2 separate regions of the Zea mays genome follow, and region 1 is linked to region 2. The links are chromatin contacts, called in public Hi-C maps. All regions are on one chromosome and are shown on one strand. Each heading gives the region's core, a stretch centred on a gene start, on an enhancer-like site or on the middle of the called end of the contact. The rest is flanking DNA. Distances are from core to core; before and after follow the strand shown.

Region 1 (6,646 bases), core at 1,819-4,318, 130 kb before region 2:
TTACTCGTATGAAGTTTCTTTAGACGAGGACTTCTTGACTTCATTGGAATACGGAATGCCACCGGCATCAGGAATGGTAGGACTGATTAAATTGTGTATTTTCGCTACTGCTAACACGCTATTGTTCTTGGAACTGCAAATTATTTGGCGAGAACCTATATCTTCCGTGACTAATTTTTTTGAGTAACCTTACACCAGGGCCTCGGTATCGACCGGTTAGTAATGCTTTTGACGAACTCTTCTAGCATAAGGGACGTTATTGCCTTTCCTGTCTTGAAGATTCAGCAATAGATCCCCTTCATTCTGTGAAGAGGCGTGGCTGCTGAAGAAAACACCAGCAGCCTTCCTTTTGTGCTTGGTTCAGTACAGCAGGTTTTATATCTGCTGACCTTTTTATAGCTCATAGATGTGGCCATTTATTATTTGATGATGTAATTGAGATGTACTATAGTTCAGAGTCCAAGCCGATATTAAAAACTTTATAGATGTTTGAATAATAATGGAATCCACATTTTACAATTAATGTGCTGCAAAACAGCTATCTCCACTGGATACTCTGATTCTTCAGTGACATGGTTGCCTTGAACTACCATTTAAGAGATTCTTTGGTCTATGGACTGCTGTGTTGCTTAATGCCTTGTTTTTATTGTTTGGGGCTGGTTTGGAGGGCTCCAAACAGTTCCAACGCTAAGAGCATCTCTAATAATGTCTCAAACTAGTGTCTCAAATTAAAATGTAGACTTTTTTTAGGAAAAACTACTTCAATATTGTATCATTTCAAAAAAAATTGGTTAAAAATTTATAGAGCACTTTCTCAAGTGCCTTAAATATACTACACCGTAGTGGACTGTCATATAATCTAGATTGGGTCTTTAATGTTGGAGAATGTTTATTGTTACTCTAAATTCTATAAAATATACTTATTTTTAAATTATAGGATATTTTTATAGACCACTTTGTTGGAGTTTCTGTAAGGTGTCGAGAGGAGCCTGAGCCCGGTAGTGACTTGAGGCGAGCCAGTAAAAAAAACTTCATCCATTTTCAGTTCGTTTTGAAGGAGAGAAAAAAGGCTTTGTTGGATCGCTGATTGCGTGGCTACCTGTGACTGAGTAGTATATTTAGTTTATTTATTTTTAGTTTAGAGGGTGTGGGTGAGTTTTGTAATGGTTTTTAGAGCATTTCTAAGAGTACAGAGAACATTTCCTTGACCCACAATGTTTAGCAAGATTAATAAGACATCTCTAACAATTCTCAAACCAACCTCAAATCTTTTGGCACCTAAAAAACTTACCCTTTTGAAAGATTTGTCTCGAAGACTTAGGAGTGTTTGGTTTGAGTAATCACTCCATTTAAAACAAGGTGACCCATCATGAGTCCATTCCTTAATAGGTGTTTGGTTTGAATAATCACTCATTTAAAACGAGGTGACACATCATGAGTTTATTCCTTAACAGAGTGTTTGGTTTGAGGAATCACTTCATCCAAATTAAGGTGGTGCATCATAGGTTCATTCCCCAAATTTAGTGGGATAACTCAATTCTTTATATTAGTACTAAGAATGAGATGGTGATGAATCAACTCATTCTATTCCACAAACCAAACAAAAATAGTGAGGAGTGAGAAAATGGACTAGCTCATTACTCAAACCAAACACCCTATAAATTTAGTGGGATGATCCTATTCTCGTTAGTACTAACTAACTATGAGGAATGTGATGGTGACAGATCGACTCATTCCATTACACAAACCAAATAAAAAATTAGGAGTAAAAAAATGATGGACTAACTCATTTTTTAAACTAAACACCTTAATGAATGACTAGTGTGTCTTGAGCATACGCATGGAGGTTGCCTTGAGACACTTTTCTTCCTTTCTAAATTTTTTTCTCTAACACACTGCACAGTTTTAGCGGAGCATAAAGCTATCCGGTATGCACCACAGTACTAGATTGGTCTCACTAGGTGGTACGAGTTTCAAGGCAGGGTAGGTCACTGGATGTGTCTGTGTCCGGTGTTGGCATCGGACATAACTTAGGATGTGTTTGGTTTGAGTTTAAAGTAGGATAGGCGAGGACAACACCATCCTCTCGATTTTCTGGGATCACGCCGCCAAAAAATACTCCGGTGTTTACCTCGTCTACATGTGACTCTCATCCAAACACTATAGAAACTTTAGCCGCCCCCTTCCATCCATCCTTGTACATCCAACCAAACACACTCTTAGAGTACCTGTAAAATGGTTCCATCATACACTTAACATGTCTGGTGTTGACACCAAATGCGGCATCAGACAGGGAACTCAGAGAGCTTGTAATTCGGTATATTAGCTATAACATGCACAAAATGTGTTCGGTGTGTGAACCAGATACCTAACATACAATAACGACTAGTTTAGAGTCATTGTAATTATAGCTATCAGAGATACATTGAATGTGCCTGATGCCCCCAAAATCTACTCCTCAAGAAGGTAATGATTTGATTTCTTCGAGGTCTAGAAATAGACCTTGTAGCCAGCCTTGACTAGCATCTTACCACCCAATTCACTTGCGTACATCTCTTGAGAGCTAAGAAACACACTCCACTCATTTGCATCCCTTGGATCATCATTTGGATGAGATTAGAGAGCTTCTAGTGCATTGGATATAATTCTTATATCTTGTGACACTAGTTGAGTGGCTTAGACTAGTGACTAGTCATTCTCTTATTACTCTTAGTGATTGTCATCTTCTAGACGACCCAACGTTCATAGGATCATCGACTGGATATTGGTGATTGTTACCAGCTCCCATCATCGATTGTAAGAGACTCTTGTGCCTTTTCCTGTTATAGCTTCAGGAAAAAGTTGTTTTTATAAAATTCAAGAAAAAAACTAATAGAGTTAAGCTATATTCCCTCCGTCCTAAAATATTTGTCACTATAATATTATATTTGTGCTGGTCAAACTTTCTTAAGTTTAACTAGATTTATCAAAAATATTAGCATCATTTGTATCTCTAAATAATTTTACTATAAAAATAGATTTAAATATCTATCTAATAATACTAATTATTTATTATAAATATATAAATATTTGCTTAAAGTTAAACATTGTTGATTTTTCGAGAACGACAACTAATTTTGTAACGGAGTAAAGGCATGTTTGGTTCGTTGCCTCAATTGCCACATTTTGCCTAACTTTTCTGCCTAAGGTTAGTTATTCAATTCGAACGACTAACCTTAGGCAAAGTGGGGCACAGTTAGACACAAACCAAAGAAGCCTTAAGTACTGTACCCGATTTGGCACGGGCGCTGGCGCGCTCTCCCCCCAGTAAAGTGCACCAGCTCACCAACCAGCGGCCGGCGGCCGGTGGAAGTGGAGCAGCATCTCCGTCCAGCGACACAACCCGTCTCCTGAATCCTGATTAATTTCACTTGCAATGCCCTTCCATTTCTCCAAGATTTCGGATTGGTGGGTGGCTGATTTCCCCGAGTGTGACCTTCCTCCGTGTCCCTTGTCCGGCGATGACCCCAACCAAGTCTTGGTCGTCGTCCCCTGGCCGGCTGGCCCTCCCTCTTTTATTCGTTCTTCAACAATAACAATCGGTGAGTGGCAGGCAGGGCGATTGATTCTCTCAACACCAAGCAGCACCGTTGCCTTGGATAGCCAGCCAGAGGCCCGCAAGATCCGCGTCCCCCACCCGACCACCCCCACACCCGAGCAGCGCGGGCGGCCATGGCGTTCTGGGAGGGCTGGTGCGGCGGCAAGGGCGACGGCTGCTGTGACGACTGCAGCTGGACGCAGCTCGCCATCTGGGCCGCCGCCATCGTCGTCGTGGGAGGCCTCATCACCGTCCTGGTGCTCGCCTTCGGCGTGGTGTTCCCGCCCAAGGCCACGGCCGACGACGCCGTGCTGCAGCGGTTCGCGCTGGCGCCCGCCGACCCGGCGTCCAACTCCACCATCTCCTTCAACGTCACCGCCACGGTGTCGCTCCGGAATCCCAACATGTACCGGGCCATCGAGTACGGCGCGCTCGCCGTGACCTTCTCCTTCAACGGCACCCGCTTCGATGACTCCGCGTCCGTGCCGGGGTTCAAGCACAAGGCGCGGAAGACGGCGACGCTGAGCGTGAGAGTCGGCGGCGTGGGCAAGCCCATCAAGCTGACCAGGCCCGGGGTGGGCGAGTTCCGGGCGGAGAACGACACGGGCAGCTTCGGCGTGGAGATGCGGCTGGACACGGTGCTCCAGTACAAGGGCCGGTCCGCCAAGTGCCCGCTCGTCGTCGTCTGCCCGCTCCAGCTGCAGCTCGTCGACCCCGACGTCGCCGCCACCGCGTTCCAGCGGACCAAGTGCACTATCCTCCGGGCCAAGAAGTCCGGGTGCTAGCTGACTCAGCTCCGGCTCCATTGGTGGCCTGGCTAGCTCCGTTGGGTGGCTTTCGTTTCTTTCTTTTCTTCATGTGTAATTAACTGATTGTTTCTTCAAGACAGGAGGAGATTTGTTCCTCTTCTTGCTTCTCTTTTTCCAAGAGATTGATAGCTGTTGTAGTGTTGTGTACTTGTGTGTGCTTTGAAGAGTATTTGTAGGAGTGGAGAAGTTCAATTGGATGTGCAGAAATTTCTGGAAATTTGCAACTATGGATACACTGTCAATTGTCTGTGATCCTCTTTCTAAGCGATTGTGGTTGTAATCTGGGCAATACTTGTTGAGCTCCAGTCCAGCTGGGTGCTGTTGCGTTGGAAGGAACCTTCGTGCAGTCAACTGAACCGAACCGCATCTGTCTACTCTGAGTGTGTTTGGATGAAGATACTAGAGAGGTTAAAATCGAATTAGGAGGATGAAAGTGGATATCTGAATGGTTAAAACAAACTAGTCGGTTGCCCGTGCGTTGCGACGGCTTACAACAATACCCACGTAAACTATCCATTAAAAAATTTCAAGATTTTTTATTGATTGTCTCCGCTCTCTGTATAATATATTTTTTTGATTTGGCTAACTGATGTTATTGTTTACTCAATGCAAATATGTTTTGGTACAACACGGCCAATGAAGTGAGCGATTATAAGAGAGTTCACAATGATTGACTGAATGAACAGAGATTATAAAATGACATAATTCCATCATACAGAGACCAAATAAGAGAAAGTTTGTGAGATCAAGTTTCTAAAATAAGTCCCATGAAGTCAAACTTATAAAAAAAGATATATCAAAATATGGAGTGATGCTAAAGTCAGGCATAAATAAAAACTGGATGCGCTCCATATAAATTATGCTACTTCGTAGCAATTACTAACGTTTAAAACCAATAAATAACCTTTATTTTGCTGTTAGTGTGACAAATCATTGCTGTTCCATTCAATTCAGCAACCTCAAACACCATGTATTCCATTGTGCCAATGTGGTCTCAGAAACGACCTAATGCTTGCAAGAGCCAAGAACATCGTGTCGTGCTTGGGCTGTAGCCTCGGCCTGACACGATTATTTTTTTTATTTTACAAAAAAACGTATATACATACATACAATTTATATTTAATATTAAAAACATCTTAGCGTGATGTTCTACTGGTTAGACAGCTTCACCCAATGTCTCCTGCCCTTCTTCCATCAACGCATGGGTTCGAACCCCATCTCCTGCACCGTTTTTTTAATATTTTACGCTGATTTAATTAAATGGATCGACGGGCTAACGGACTGGCCCGATACAGTTAGCAGGCCGGCATGACGTGCCTGTGCCATAGTTGTGGCCCGCGTGCATCTATCCCGTGTCGGGTGTCATTACGCTGATTTAATTAAATGAATCGACGGGCTAACGGGCTGGCCCGACACAGTTAGCAGGCCATATAGACGTGCAGCGGATTAATTTGAAATAGATGTGAGGGGTTATTTGTAAAAAATGACACACGACGACCGTTGAAACTGGTGCTTTAAGTATAGTATAGATTTAATATTTTAAAATGTGTATGTATTAAATTTGGTAATGAATTTTTCTTATGTTATAAGTACATTATTACAAACTATGAACAGAATTTTGCATAAATTATTTTGTGTCATTTGCTCCCTACAACCAAAAACGTAAAAAAAATATTGATATCTATATTTGATTCTGTATATATCTATTATTTGAGAAGATATATGATAAAATTGAGGTTTTTATTTATCTTTACATGCGCAGTGCTAAAAAAAGAATACAAATTTGTATTACAGATTTTATATTCTAATGTTCGCAATCAAAAAATTGGTATCCGAATAAGTATCCATTTTCATCCTCAATTAGATCCAATAGCAAATCTATCTAGTATTGAAAATGAGTTGCAATATAAATCTATTGTTTGGATGTAACAGAGGGAGGGTCGGTCCACCTTCTACTCATGACCTACAACCCTTAGGTCTGTGGCCCACTCATGACCTATCGAGCCTAGGCCTGAGTGCACTGGTCGCCTATAGGACCCGCAACACGACAAGCTGTGTCGAGACCCAGGCTATGTAGGCCAAGGGTCGTCATGGCATAAAAGTGGCAATGATGGTGTCAGAGCTCCTTGCCGCCCACACCGCCCGTCATAAAGAGCGTAACCAGGATAGCCCAGACGACCGAGACACATACGGAAAACACAACTTTACCAAGGTAGAACGTCTCATTTTACCACGGCACATTAGCTCCTTCCTTGAGAAG
Region 2 (7,314 bases), core at 4,591-7,090:
TTTCCCGGGGATGATCCCGTGAAAGGGCGCCGCGCCGGCCCGGATCGAGGACAGATCGATCTGCAGGAGCCCGAGGGTCTCGGCGTAGATGATGTTGAGGCTGTTGTCTCCGTCCATGAGGACCTTGGTGAGCCTGATGTTGCCGATGACGGGATCGACAATGAGCGGGTACTTCCCCGGGCTCGGCACGCGGTCGGGGTGGTCGCCCTGGTCGAAGGTGATGGGCTTGTCGGACCAGTCTAGGTAGACTGGCGCCGCCACCTTCACCGAGCAGACCTCTCGGCGCTCTTGCTTGTTGTGCCGAGGCGTTCGCCACTTGCCCACCGTAGATCATGAAGCAGTCGTGGACCTCGGGGAACTCCTCTGCCTTGTGGCCCTCCTTCTGGTTGTTGTCATGGGCTCTGCCACCTTCCGCCGGTGTCCCGACCTTGTGGAAGTAGCGCCGAAGCATGACACACTCCTCAAGGGTGTGCTTGACGGGTCCCTGATGATAGGGGCACGACTCCTTGAGCATCTTGTCGAACAGGTTGGCGCCTCCGGGAGGCTTCCGAGGGTTCCTGTGCTTGGCGGCGGCGACAAGGTCTGCGTCGGTGGCGTCGCGTTTCGCTTGCGACTTCTTTTTGCCCTTCTTTTTGGTGTCGCGCTGAGCGGACGCCTCGGGGACATCTTCCGGCTGGCGCCCCTGAGGCTGCTTGTCCTTCCGGAAGATAGCCTCGACCGCCTCCTGACCAGAGGCGAACTTGGTGACGATGTCCATCAGCTCGCTCGCCCTGGTGGGAGTCTTGCGACCCAGCTTGCTCACCAGGTCGCGGCAAGTGGTGCCGGCGAGGAACGCGTCGATGACATCCGAGTCGGTGATGTTGGGCAGCTCGGTGCGCTGCCTCAAAAATCGCCGAATGTAGTCCCACAGGGACTCTCCCGGCAACTGGCGACAGCTTTGGAGATCCCAGGAGTTCCCAGGGCGCACGTATGTGCCCTGGAAGTTGCCGGCGAAGGCTTTGACCAGGTCGTCTCAGTTGGAGATCTGCGCAGGAGGCAGATCCTCCAGCCAGGCTCGGGCGGCGTCGGAGAGGAACAGGGGGAGGTTGCGGATGATGAGGTTGTCATCGTCCGTTCCACCCAGCTGGCAGGCCAGCCGGTAGTCCGCGAGCCACAGTTCCGGCCTTGTTTCCCCCGAGTACTTGGTGATGGTAGTCGGGGGTCGGAAACGGGTCGGGAACGGCGCCCGTCGTATGGCCCGGCTGAAAGCTTGCGGACCGGGTGGTTCGGGCGAGGGGCTCCGATCCTCCCCGTTGTCGTAGCGTCCCCCACGCCTGGGGTGGTAGCCTCGGCGCTCCTTCTCGTCGAGGTGGGCTCGACGGTCGCGGCGGTGGTGCTCGTTGCCGAGGCGACCCGGGGCCGCAGGCGCTGTGTTCCGCGTGCGCCCGGTGTGGACCGAGGCCTCCTGCATGAATCGGGAAGTCGCGACGCGATGCTCCGAGGGGTACCCCTGCCTTCGGGAGGCAGAGCTTTCGGCCCGTCGGACCACAGCATCCTCTAGGAGATTCTTGAGCTCTCCCTGGATACGCCGCCCTCGGTGGTGGATGGTTTCAGCATCGCTCGGAGTAGTATTGCTGCTGCAGCCAGGTTCTAGCCAACCCCACTGGAAGCCGGGGGCAGCCTTGGCATCGTCGGCGATGCGGTGCTGAACGTCCTGGGCCAGATGACGCGCTTCTCCGGCCGGTGTTCGGCCTGCCCACCCCTGCCCGTTGTTCTGCCAGAGCTGCACAAGTTGTCTTGCTTCCTCGTCAAGCCTGGCCTGCATCTCGCGGATTTGCTCGAGCTGTGCGTCCTGACCCCCCGCAGGGACTGGGACCACAGCTAGCTCCCGAAGGATGTCAACGCGAGGCGCAAGCCTAGGGGGATCGCCATCCTCCGGCATACCAAGATGGTTGCCTTCGTCGAGACCCCCCTAGATCGACGTGGAAACATTCACGACTTGGGCCACAGTCCTCGTCGTCAAGGCTGTGGCCACCATCAGAGCAATCAGAGAGGCAGTAGTCACATGCGGTCATGAAGTTCCGCATGGCACTGGGGTTACCGAGCCCGGAGAAATCCCAACCATAGTCGAACTCGTCATCTTCCTCGGAACCCAGGGGCCCGTAGGTCGAGACGTCCGTCAGTCGGTCCCAGGTTGACCGCATATGATACCCCGGAAGGTTCAGATATGCCTTTATGAAAGCGTACACCGAAGCGGGGTCGCTTGGGTGGTTGCAGCTGAATCTAAAAGGCATAGGATGGGAAACGGACGGTACCTCTTGATCGACGGTTGGTGGCGAAGTCGCGTCAGAGACGGACTGCACCGTTGTCTCGGGTACGAGGCTAACTCCCAGCAAGTCCTTCGCGAGCGTGCTGGCGTCGTCCATCTGCTTGGGGTTGGCGTGTTGCGGGGAAACGACACTCGTCTTCGTCTCAGACGCGAGGTCAGCGCCCGATGTGTCCCCCGCTGGGGCACCGGCGCCATCGACTCGCTCGACAACCGACGAGGTGCCGCCTCCTGCTTGGCCATGGTTGCCCTGCCTCCTCCTCCGTCGGCGGGGGAGGTGACGGGAGAGACCCGGATGTTGCTCTTCCACCACGTGGGGAAGACGTCGTCGATTCCGCCGCCGGCGGGCAGGCTGACGGCCGCCATTGTCGTTGTCGCGCGGCGGAGGAAGGAGTATCATGTCGTAGCTGCCGTCGAGGGACATGAACTCAAGACTCCCGAAACGGAGCATCGTCCTGGGTTGGAGAGGTTGCTGGAGACTACCCATCTGGAGCTTGACGGGAAGCTGTTCGTCAACACGCAGCAGGCCCCTACCTAGCGCGCCAACTGTCGACGTTTCGACCCCGGGGGGTCCCTGGACCGACGAGTAAATTGTCGCTGCGTGTCCCAACCCAGATGGGTCGGCGCGAGACGGAGCACAAGGGGAGAAACAGTAAGGGGAAACCGCGGCCTCGTGTTGTCCTGCGCCCAGGGCGGATGCGCTTGCAGTAGGGGGTTACAAGCGTTCGCGTGGGAGAGAGAGAGAGAGAGAGAGAGCCTAAGCCTTGCGCGTCAGCCCGTCCTCCCGCGCGGCCACCTTCTCGTACGAGGGCCCTGGACCTTCCTTTAATAGATGTAAGGAGAAGGCCCAGGTGTACAATGGGGGGTGTAGCATTGTGCTAACGTGTCTAGCAGAGGGAAGCCAGAGTCCTATGTACATGCCGACGTGGCTGTCGGAGAGGTTTTGGCGCCCTGTTCATGTGATGTCGTGGTCGTCGGAGGAGCGCCTGAGCCCTGTGGAAGCACAGCTGTCGGGGCTGTCGGATCCTTGCTAACGTCTCCTTGCTTCCGTAAGGGGCTGAGGACCGCCGTCGTCATGGAGCACGCGGGGCGCCATTATTACTTGTTGACCGGCACAAGCCAGATGGGACGCCGGTCTTGTTCCCCGAAGCCTGAGCTAGCTAGGGGTAGGGTAATGATGGGCCCCCCTGTGGCGTGGTCGGTCCGAGCCCGAGGTCGGGCGAGGCGGTGACTCCTCCGAGGTCGAGGCTGAGTCCGAGCCCTGGGGTCGGGCGAGGCGGAGACCGTCGTCCGAGGTCAAGGTTGAGTCCGAGCCCTGGGGTCGGGCGAGGCGGAGACCGTCTTCCGGAGTCGAGGTTGAGTCCGAGCCCTGGGGTCGGGCGAGGCGGAGACCGTCGTCTGAGGTCGAGGTTGAGTCCGAGCCCTAGGGTCGGGCGAGGCGGAGACCGTCGTCCGAGGTCGAGGTTGAGTCCGAGCCCTAGGGTCGGGCGAGGCGGAGACCGTCTTCCGAGGCCGAGACGGGGGCCGAGCCCTGGGGTCGGGCGAGGCGGAGTTTCCTATGGCGCCCGAGGCTGGACTTAGCTGCTGTCGGCCTCACTCTGGCGAGTGGCACAGCAGTCGGAGCAGGGCAGGCGGCGCTGTTTTCCTGTCAGGTCAGTCTGCGGAGGGGCGGAGTGACTGCGGTCACTTCGGCCTTGTCGACTGAAGAGCGTGCGTCAGGATAAGACATCAGGCCATCCTTGCATTAAATGCTCCTGCGATACGGTCGGTTGGCGTGGTGATCTGGCCAAGGTTGCTTCTCCGCGAAGCCTGCCCGAGCTGGGCCTCAGGCGAGTCGAAGGTGTGCCCGTTGCTTGAGGAGGCCCTCGGGCGAGGCGGGAATCTGCCTTGGTCTTACTGTTCCTGCCCGAGGCTGGGCTCGGGCGAGGCAAGATCGTGTCCCTTGCGCAGACAGAGCCAAGACCGGAATTGCGCCCATCAGGCCTTTGCAGCTTTGTGCTCATGGTGGTTACCAGCTGAGATTAGGAGTCTTGGGGGTACCCCTAATTATGGTCCCCGACAAGACTGAATCAAACATGCCCATAATCATGGAGGGAAACAAATAAGACATAAGTTAGACAGGATCAAACATGGGCAAAGGTATATTCATTGGGGGGTGCATTTGTGTGGGGGACAGATATCCCCCGGGTCCACTAGAAGGATAAAAGACCTCACGAAATGACCAAGGGCCCCATAATTCGTAAGGTCATCCCCTCGTGGGCCTGGGAAGAACAACCAGTGGAGTAGATTAACACAAGGCCGGGTCGGCGCAAGCCTAGACGACCCAACAAACTCGAGCAGTAATCACAACAGTGACCCGACCTTCCCGCGCAGGAGCCCCGTACAACGGAACCAAGCGAGGATGGGTCGACTGAATTATAGGAGGATAGACTCAGATGGTTCACTATTTCTTAGGCACACGTTGTTATCATATCTGCATGTAATGCCCCACGGTCGAGTATATAAGGCCTAGGGGACACCCCTTCAGAATAATCATTCACAACTCAGCCATCCACCCCAACTCTCTATGTTCCCCGCACTAGAGAGCTCCCTTGTAATCCACCACACAAAATATTCTCACCAGGACGTAGGGTGTTACGCATCTCAAAGCGGCTCGAACCTGTACACCATTGTCCACTGTTCCTCGTGCATCTAGCACGAACCATCGAGCTACAGTCGGTGACACCGTTCTGCACCTAAAAAGTACCTTGAGGGGCAACCCCGGGTGCGCGGTCGGACCCAAAACACCGACAATTTGCACCTTCTAAAAATTCAAATCGTGATTAGGGATGTCAATGGATCGGGTTCGGGTGGAGCAAAAATCTGTCCACAATCACACCCGTAAAGTCTACCAAAATTTGCCCGCGATCGCACCCGCGGGTGTAATTCTAAACCCGCACCCAAACCCGTCGGGTTTCGGATAGGTTTCGGGTCACCCACAAGTTTTACTCAATATACACTTTTAAACAATAATTCAGCTATACACAATTAAATACTAACAATAATTGAGTTATATATATGGATTTTATGTCTTCTCATGTTTAACAGCAATAAACACTTCATGAATCATTAGCTAAGTTACTTATTAAAAATAATTACTATTGTATAATAATCATTATTGCATAAAATAATGAATAAACCAAATTTTGGTCACCTGTAGATTGAAATATAAACTTATATCCACACTTTCAAAACTTCGGATCAGGCGCAGGTTGCACTTATGGATCAAAATCTTAATCCATATCCGCACTCATCGTGTCAGGTCTGACTATTGGATTTCGAGTTTAAAGGTTAAATTGTCATCCCTAATCGTGATGACTTTACCCAAAACCGTTTGTACAGAAGCAAAAAAACGGCGGTCATTTTGGATGGTTTTCGCCTGAACTTTTTGGCTTTGCCCTCCGAGCCTCTTTTTTCTGCTATGACAACTGTCGCCGCGCACATAAATGAAACGGACGCCGTTCCTCTTCTCCCCTCTTCCATAGCATAGCAGAGCAGGCGCACGGCGCACCGCACACCTCACTGCCGCTCCCTTCTCGTCTCCTCTCCTCTCCTCTCCTCGGCGGATCCGGCACCGACCCACCGCCCCTCTGCTCGCTCCTTCCGCCGGAATCGCTGCTCCTCTCTGTGCTGTCGATTTGTGCGGCGACTGTTAGTTTGGTTCGGTCCCATCCTTCTGTTGGTAAGTGATACTACCATGCCCTGAGAGGAAGAGGTGCTTTTGCCTTTTGCTTTTTAGTTTTAGATTAGAGTTGTTTCATTTCAGTTGATCCTGCCCTGAGAGTGAGATTTTACCTTTCACTCTTAGTTTTAGATTATAGTTCGTTTCATTTCAGTTGATCTTGATCATACCTTGCCCTGAGAATGAGATTTATGTCCTAATATGCAGCAGTAATCTTGCTAGCTTGATCGGATCCTGTACTAACCAGTTCGTGTCAGCTAGTATTTTCCGCTCCTTTGATCAAGAGGGGGGAGGAGGCAGTGCTTCATGTGTCATACCCGGATAATCGGAAGCAGAAATGGATTTGATATGCGGTGGAGGCGCTTGTTACTAGTCCTGGGTGGCTAGATCTCATCTCATGGTTCTGGTTTCAAGTGGAAAGTCCGTTACTCGTGGGAAACGAATGACTCGCATAGTTTTTCGTTGGATGTTTTTGCTCATCGCGTGGATAGCCGTGGGCCCACAATAGTTTCTGTAAATCTTGAGGCCAGGTTGGTCTAGATCCCATCCAGTGATTATTGTGACCTTGTGCTTGGCAGCCTAACTAGGTGCTTACTGAGCTTTTATTGGGCGAACCTTACATAGCTTTTCCTAGCTAATAAAAATATGTATATTCATGTCAAATACTGCTAACCCGAGCCAGAATCTTTGTCAGGTTATCTTGGTCTAAACAGCTCAATCTTTCAACCAGCCAGCTATTGTTTTTCCCCCCCTTCCCTTTTGGCATAAACAATCCAGTTTATAATCTCTTGCTAGCTGGAATCGGAATGATGGGCGCCACTACTGACTTCTTGCTGGCACATGGACTTTAGGCTCCCATCGTCTACAGCTAAATGAAGTATCCAGCATAGGCTGGATGTGCAGCAGCAGCAATAATTCTGATCCAGTACAGCTTCTTCATTTTGTTAGGCTCAGTAGCACATGGGCGGGCAAGTGAGCATGTCTCTGCCTGACAGGACACCTTATGCCAGCTTATAGCTAGTATACAGAGCATAATTAATCCACTTTATGATTGATTCAGTGTTATATGCTTTTCCTTCAAAGTCGTTAGTCCTATTTACCAGCTGGTCCTTGTTCAGAGATTCATTGATGGTAATAATCTTGCTGCAACCTGAGTTCCTGACCTAGAGACAAGGCCTGCTAAATACAACCTTGCATTCCTTTTACTTGGCTATCACAAACTGCTCTTAGTTATCATTATGTGCCTGAAAACCATATGGCCTTTCTCTTATTAACTTAAATTTCCAAG

The links. A called contact is a pair of places that touch in the nucleus more often than the background predicts.
Region 1: a Hi-C map of leaf shows a contact between it and region 2, with 5 times the contacts expected there. The contact joins the promoter of LOC100284431 here to the promoter of LOC100273404 in region 2. A contact is called at or near these places in 13 of 25 Hi-C or Micro-C datasets (bundle sheath, ear, endosperm and 5 more) and 2 of 3 datasets of contacts at active chromatin or transcription factors (leaf and seedling).

The regions. Positions count from the first base shown.
Region 1 is chr1:303,103,838-303,110,483 of Zm-B73-REFERENCE-NAM-5.0, reverse strand. LOC100284431 (harpin-induced protein) reads left to right here and starts at 3,068. Exons shown (of 1, transcript NM_001157326.2): 1 at 3,068-4,615. The coding sequence starts at 3,712. The coding sequence ends at 4,362. It overlaps LOC103645723 (lysine--tRNA ligase, chloroplastic/mitochondrial), which reads left to right. Exons shown (of 14, transcript XM_020547036.2): 13 at 1-76; 14 at 199-613. The coding sequence ends at 291.
Region 2 is chr1:302,973,398-302,980,711 of Zm-B73-REFERENCE-NAM-5.0, reverse strand. It overlaps LOC100273404, which reads left to right and starts at 5,840. Exons shown (of 5, transcript NM_001147841.1): 1 at 5,840-6,026.